2 separate regions of the Gossypium hirsutum genome follow, and region 2 is linked to region 1. A link is a contact called in public Hi-C data. All regions are on one chromosome and are shown on one strand. Each heading gives the region's core, a stretch centred on a gene start, on an enhancer-like site or on the middle of the called end of the contact. The rest is flanking DNA. Distances are from core to core; before and after follow the strand shown.

The links. Hi-C and Micro-C count contacts between places; a contact is called where the count stands out from the background.
Region 2: a Hi-C map of hypocotyl shows a contact between it and region 1, with 4 times the contacts expected there. The contact joins the promoter of LOC107945765 here to the enhancer-like site in region 1. A contact is called at or near these places in 5 of 34 Hi-C or Micro-C datasets (callus, cotyledon, hypocotyl and 1 more).

The regions. Positions count from the first base shown.
Region 1 is chrD12:9,829,208-9,832,463 of Gossypium_hirsutum_v2.1, reverse strand. No RefSeq gene overlaps it. Among protein-coding and RNA genes, the nearest start is that of LOC107916846, 5.3 kb to the left of the region's middle. Within about 2 kb of position 1,468, at least 2 of the 9 cell types and tissues checked have an H3K27ac peak or open chromatin away from gene starts, as enhancers often do. A contact at or near this core is called in hypocotyl and leaf, where this site is marked.
Region 2 is chrD12:9,981,468-9,984,451 of Gossypium_hirsutum_v2.1, reverse strand. It overlaps LOC107945765 (cytochrome P450 81Q32), which reads left to right and starts at 1,355. Exons shown (of 2, transcript XM_016879881.2): 1 at 1,355-2,352; 2 at 2,430-2,984. The coding sequence starts at 1,468.

The sequences.
Region 1 (3,256 bases), core at 219-2,718:
TTTATCCTTAAAAAGTATATTTAAAGTTCAAATTTAAAAAACAAAACATAATATAATATTTATCATAAAAATAAATATTATTTGATTAAAATAATTTTTTTTAAAGATTATGTTTTTAGCGGCGTTTGTGATAAAAGCGCCGCTAAAGGTCATAGTCTATAGCGGCGTTTGTGATAAAAGCGCCGCTAAAGGTCATAGTCTATAGCGGCGTTTGTGATAAAAGCGCCGTTAAAGGTCTTGGTCTTTAGTTGCGTTTGTGGGAGAAGCGCCGCTAAAGGTCTTGTTCTTAGCGGAGTACTTTTAGCGGCGCTAAAAAGCCCGCTAAAGGCCTAAAAAAATGCCGCTAAAAGCCTGTTTTGGTGTAGTGATACCATTATCAGGCATTGTGAATTTGAAGATCGAGAATATAATGAGGGAATATTTGAACCATTACTCCCTATTGGCTTGCATGTCGGCTTTTGTGGGTTCCTACTTCTCATCCATTCTAACCACTCTATGCTTCATTTTGCTTAAAGTGGTACAACTTGGGTAGTAGTGAACCGATCCCAAGCAGGGACATTAAGGTACCATCACTGACCCATAATTGAAGTTGCCTTAACAACAAAACTTGTACAGAGTTAGACGGCCTCAAGGCCCTCGTGCCAACTTTTGGTCTATTACTGATCATCATACCTTTTCCTTTATTTTTGTCCGAAATTCAGCCCATTTCGCCTAACTACAAAAAAGATGTGGAATTTTAAAAAAAAGTTCAAAAAACAATAAAATATAAAAAAGAGAGTATGTTTTTATGAAATTGATATAAGAAAGTTATGAAACATGAGAAGCACTTAATATTTGGTATATTGAGATGAAAGAAGTCAACATGCTGTCAGTGTGGCAGTAGGGAAATACTGTCCAACAATTGGGTGATGGAAAAAGGGAGGGTGCATGGCACAATTGAAAAATCTACTTATTCTATTTGTTTGTTGATGTTAAGGAAGAAGGGGGGCAGTAGGCCCATGTCTTCCATTCTCAAGGTGGTAATATTCACCTTGCATGTGATTGATTCCGTGGGGAAGAAGGTGGTAATAATTTCCAGCCTAAAACCCACATGGCTTGGATTTCTTTAAAATGATTCCTTCTCTCTCTCCAGCACATTTAATCATGTGCTAATGATTTGCTGGGCATCGTGCTTGTTTCACCATTTATTTACTTCTTTTTTTTGGTTTTCAAGTTTCAATTTAAAAATATTTAAACATTATTGAGAAATCCTATTTATAATATTTTGAAATATTTATTAGACATTAGCTAATTTATTTCTTGGGATTCAAGTTGTTCTTTTTTTTAAAGTATGTATATAAATAGTAGTTAAAAAAGTAAGTTGCTACTTGCGATGCAAGGCATTGATCAAAAGGAAGGTCATGTTTTTCATTATAGCATTTATATCATGTCATTGTAGACGACGGTGGCTTAACTCGCGAGGGCCACTCTATCATCTCAACTTGGCCCAGCAAGCTTTTCGCCCAAAAACTTTGGGCATGGTATAATTCCTTGGTTTTAAGTTTATTTTAATAGCCCATTTTTATTTATTTTTAATTGTTGTATTTATGTCATACTAACTATAGTTATGTGAAATTAGTTTATATATATATATATTCTAAATATTATATTCTTATGTATATATTTATAACGTATAATGACATGTGAATTAAAGTGATTCTTTTTTTAAAATATTTTCTTAATATTGCATGAATATGTATATTTATTTACATTTATTTACTTATTTTCTTTATATAATTATGATTTGTACGTATATTTATTTATGTTTAACTCCAAATTTATGCTAAATTAGATGTTGGTTAAATTATTTTCAAATGCATAAGGAAACATTTTGATTTACTATAGATCCTCATCTATCAATATATTGGGTGAGATTTCATTGATTTTTATATTTACCATATTACAAATTATCATAATTTTAATAATTAAAAATTTATATTATTTTAATTTTTTCAATCATAATATTATTGAAATGTTTTAAATATTATAATAATTTTCTAAAAAATAAATATAAAATATTAAAATTGATACATGCAACCTAACCAGTGCATCGCATAGGATAAAAAAATTAGTATATATATAATATATATTTAGGGTTAGTATTGGATACACTGATAATGCGCTCTTTTTATTTATTTCACAAGCAAACTTTAAAAATTACCATGTGAATTCTTTGTTAAAAAAATATTTATTTTTTAAATATTTTACTATACTCTTATATAATACTTGTTAATCCCCTGATCTTCCTTGCGGAGTCTAAAAACTTCATTGATAGTGTACTAAATATTATTCCATATATTTAATCCTTTCACTCAAACCAATATTTTTTTTAATTAATTGACCATATTACTCGAATTTATGTGAATTTAATCATTTCAATTATAGTTGAAGTATAATCAATTATCGATTAATATTTTTAAGAAATTAGATAAATTTATCTTTATTTTTCTCCAATTTTTAAATTAAATAAAAAATAATTTAAGTACGCTTGAAGTCACGTTGAATTATTTTTAAAATAGGTTTTCACTTTTATCATTTAAGAGAAATTACATGCATTTAGAGTATATTAGGTAATAAGCATATTAGGCACGGCCAATTGCATGTTAGGTGGTGATAACTTTGGATATTATGTCACTCAAGCTTTTATACTCTCTCGAATATTTTAAGCTTTCAACAATGGAAATTTAAAATATAAAGATGGGTTTAATGTGTGGTTTAGTATAAAAATAGCGGTGATAATAAAAATAAATATTCTAACGAAAAAGAAAGTTTCAGATCAAAACTCTCTCACTCTATCTTAAAAAGTCTCAAAAAAATGAAAAAGAATGCAAAAATAAAAATAAAAATCCATTTCTCAAACTTAAAAAATAATAAATTTTAGATGGTAAACTCATTATCTTGCTAGAAAACTCAAATATTATCATACAAAGAAATCAAAAACTCAAACTCCTCCTTTGTTCTTCCAAACTAGCATGAGCTTGGAAAATGAAAATGTTGGATAATTTGATGAAAAATTAACTTACCATAGCATTTGAGTCAATAGGAATAAAAAAAAATTAAGTTGAAAAAACTAAGAAGACTTGAGAGAAAAATTGTAAAGAAAATCTTTGTTCTCTTGAAAATAAGAAACCAGCTCTCCATCCCTTTTAAAAACTGCCAAGCCTCCAATTTCTGTCAGATCTTTGATCAAATTGTCCCAAACTCTTAACATCTAACT
Region 2 (2,984 bases), core at 106-2,605, 150 kb before region 1:
TATAATTTTTTAAAATTAAATGATGAAAACAAAAATTTACCTAGAATTGAAAAACTAGTTTTTTTTTTAATTCATCACTTATATTCAACTCAAACTTAAACAAGATGTTATGTAAAAAAAACTTAACAAGAATTAGGGATGGCAACAATGTGGGGTAAGTTTTTGCTCGTCCTAACTCAAAATTTGACCAATCCATCCCGACCCTGACCTAACCTCAACTCTTAAGAAAAAAAAATCCACCCCAAACTCAAAATTTAATAATAGATCAGACTTCGCCTCGCCTCGCCTCACCTCGACCCGAATTTGATTTAATTATTTTAAACCAAATAAGATTATTATTATTTAGTTTGAACTTAAAACTTAGTGTATTTATTTATTTTTATTTATATATTTGTTTATTGAAAACAAAAATTTAATATATGTATTAATGTATATATTAAGGGTATTTCTCAAGATAGAATCGGACTCAAATCCAACCCGACCTGAGTATTTTTTAATTTCACTAAACTCAACTCGCTCCAACCCAATTTTCCGAAAAAAAATCTGACCCTAAAAGATCGGGTTGAGTCCATGAAAAAGAAGAAGCACAAATGGAGACGGAGTCGAGCGGAGGAACTCAATTATTTCAAGTGCAATGAATGACGTATGGCATGCAGGAGGCATGTTTGACCTAGGTAGGTCAAAACTCTTTTATTATATTTTAAATTACATTTTAGTTTTATTGAAAAAATATACATGTTGGATTGTTTTTTAAAATGCTTTTGGTGTCTAATATAATTTATATATTCAAATTGAATTTTACAAATAATTAATATTAATTACTTTAAAATATTCAAAATTTGTATTTCATAATCAAAATTTTAATAATGAATTACAATAAATTATTTTTTATATTTTATTGAAATATTGTAATATAAAAAATTTAAATACTATTTAAATGCATTTTTTTTAGTTTACAACATCACGACTAAAATGAATATTTTAGCTCTTAAAAGGTTTTTTTTGTCAACAATACTAAACATTTAGATTTTAAATCAAACTTTTTAAAAACATTTTTCAAAAGTAATGCTAAACTAGCTCTAAATGTACAATTTTACGCATAATAACAGAATTTAACCAACGTTACCTAAAATTTCAAAAACAAAAAAGTATAGGTCTAAAATTGAGCAATTCAAAAGTATGAAGGACTAAAATTCATCAAATTCATGCATTATATCTTAATTTCCCTAACAAAATTTCTTAACTTCGACTCGTAGATAAGTAATGCAAAACATGGTATGACCCTAAAAGATCAAACTTTCTAGTGCATTTGAAAAATCAAACATTTGACCCATTGAAAAGTAGGTCAAATTTGGAAACTAGAGTTAATTGTTTGGACGACACTTATATGTAAGCCCGATATATAAACATTTTAGGTGTTTCAATAAAAAGAAGAAAAAAAACCCATCAAAAGTAAAGCCAAAAAGAATGGAAGAATCAATAACTCTCTACTCATTTCTTTCTTTTATATTTTTCATCATTTGTTTAAACTTGTTTCTTCGATCAAGAAGACACCGTAAAAACCTCCCCCCAACCCCACCGTCACTCCCCATTGTTGGCCACCTTCACCTCCTAAAACCACCCATCCATCGTTTGCACCACACTTTCTCCCAAAAATATGGTCCGATCTTCTCTGTCAAGCTTGGTTCCCGGCTCATGGTCGTGGTGTCGTCCTCGACCGCAGCCGAGGAATGTTTGATCAAGAATGATATCATTTTCGCAAACCGACCCAAGTTCATCATCGCCAAGCACTTAGGCTACAATTACACTACACTTATCTCCTCGTCTTACGGTGATCATTGGCGCAACTTACGTCGAATTGGTGCCACCGAGATCTTCTCTTCGGGTCGCCTAAACGCCTCCGTAAACGTTCGGAAAGACGAAACCAGGCGGTTGATGCTAAGACTGTCGACTGATTCGCGTCAGGACTTCGTCAAAGTGGAGCTGAAACCCATGCTTTCCGACTTGACGTTTAACAACATAATGAGGATGTTGGCGGGAAAACGGTACTACGGGGATGAAGTGACGAATGAAGAAGAAGCCAGGGAGTTTAGGGAGCTTATGGTGGAGGTAGCTAAGAACAGTGGAACGGGAAATCCAGCAGATTACTTGCCTGTGTTGAACTGGTTTGGTCTAGGGTTTGAAGGAAAGCTGAAAAAGCTTGGAAAAAGATTGGATGGATTTTTGCAGAAGTTGGTTGACGACCATCGAAGTAATAAACTGAAGAATAATAGTATGATTGATCATCTCCTTTCCATGCAAGAATCTGATCCTCTTTACTACACTGATGAAATTATCAAGGGGTTCATAATGGTTAGTTTCAGTCTTTCTACTCTGATCAATACTTTGTAAGTATGATGAAATTAAGAATATTGCTGTGTCGTGTGCAGGTGATCCTATTTGCAGGAACTGATACATCATCAGTGACAATGGAGTGGGCAATGGCCAATTTGTTAAATCACCCGCAAGTGCTGAAGAAAGCTAGAGATGAAATAGACAATTTAATTGGTGAAGAAAAGCTGATTGAAGAATCAGATGTTCCCAAACTGCATTACCTTCAAAGTATAATATATGAGACACTTAGGTTATACCCTGCAGCGCCTCTTTTGGTCCCACACATGCCATCCACTGATTGCAGCATAGGAGGATACGACGTGCCAAGTGGCACAATTGTGTTGGTGAACGCATGGGCCATCCATCGAGACCCGAACGTATGGGATGATCCAACAAGCTTTAAGCCTGAGAGATTTGATGGTAATAGTGAGAAAATAGAGCATTCTCAGAAGCTCTTGCCGTTTGGGTTGGGTAGGAGGTCGTGTCCAGGGGCCAATCTAGCTCAACGAACGGTGGGTCTGGCTTTAGGATCATTGATTCAGTGCTTTGAATGGGAAAGAATTGAGGGGAAGGAAATTGATATGAGCGAAGGTAAAGGGACCATTATGCCT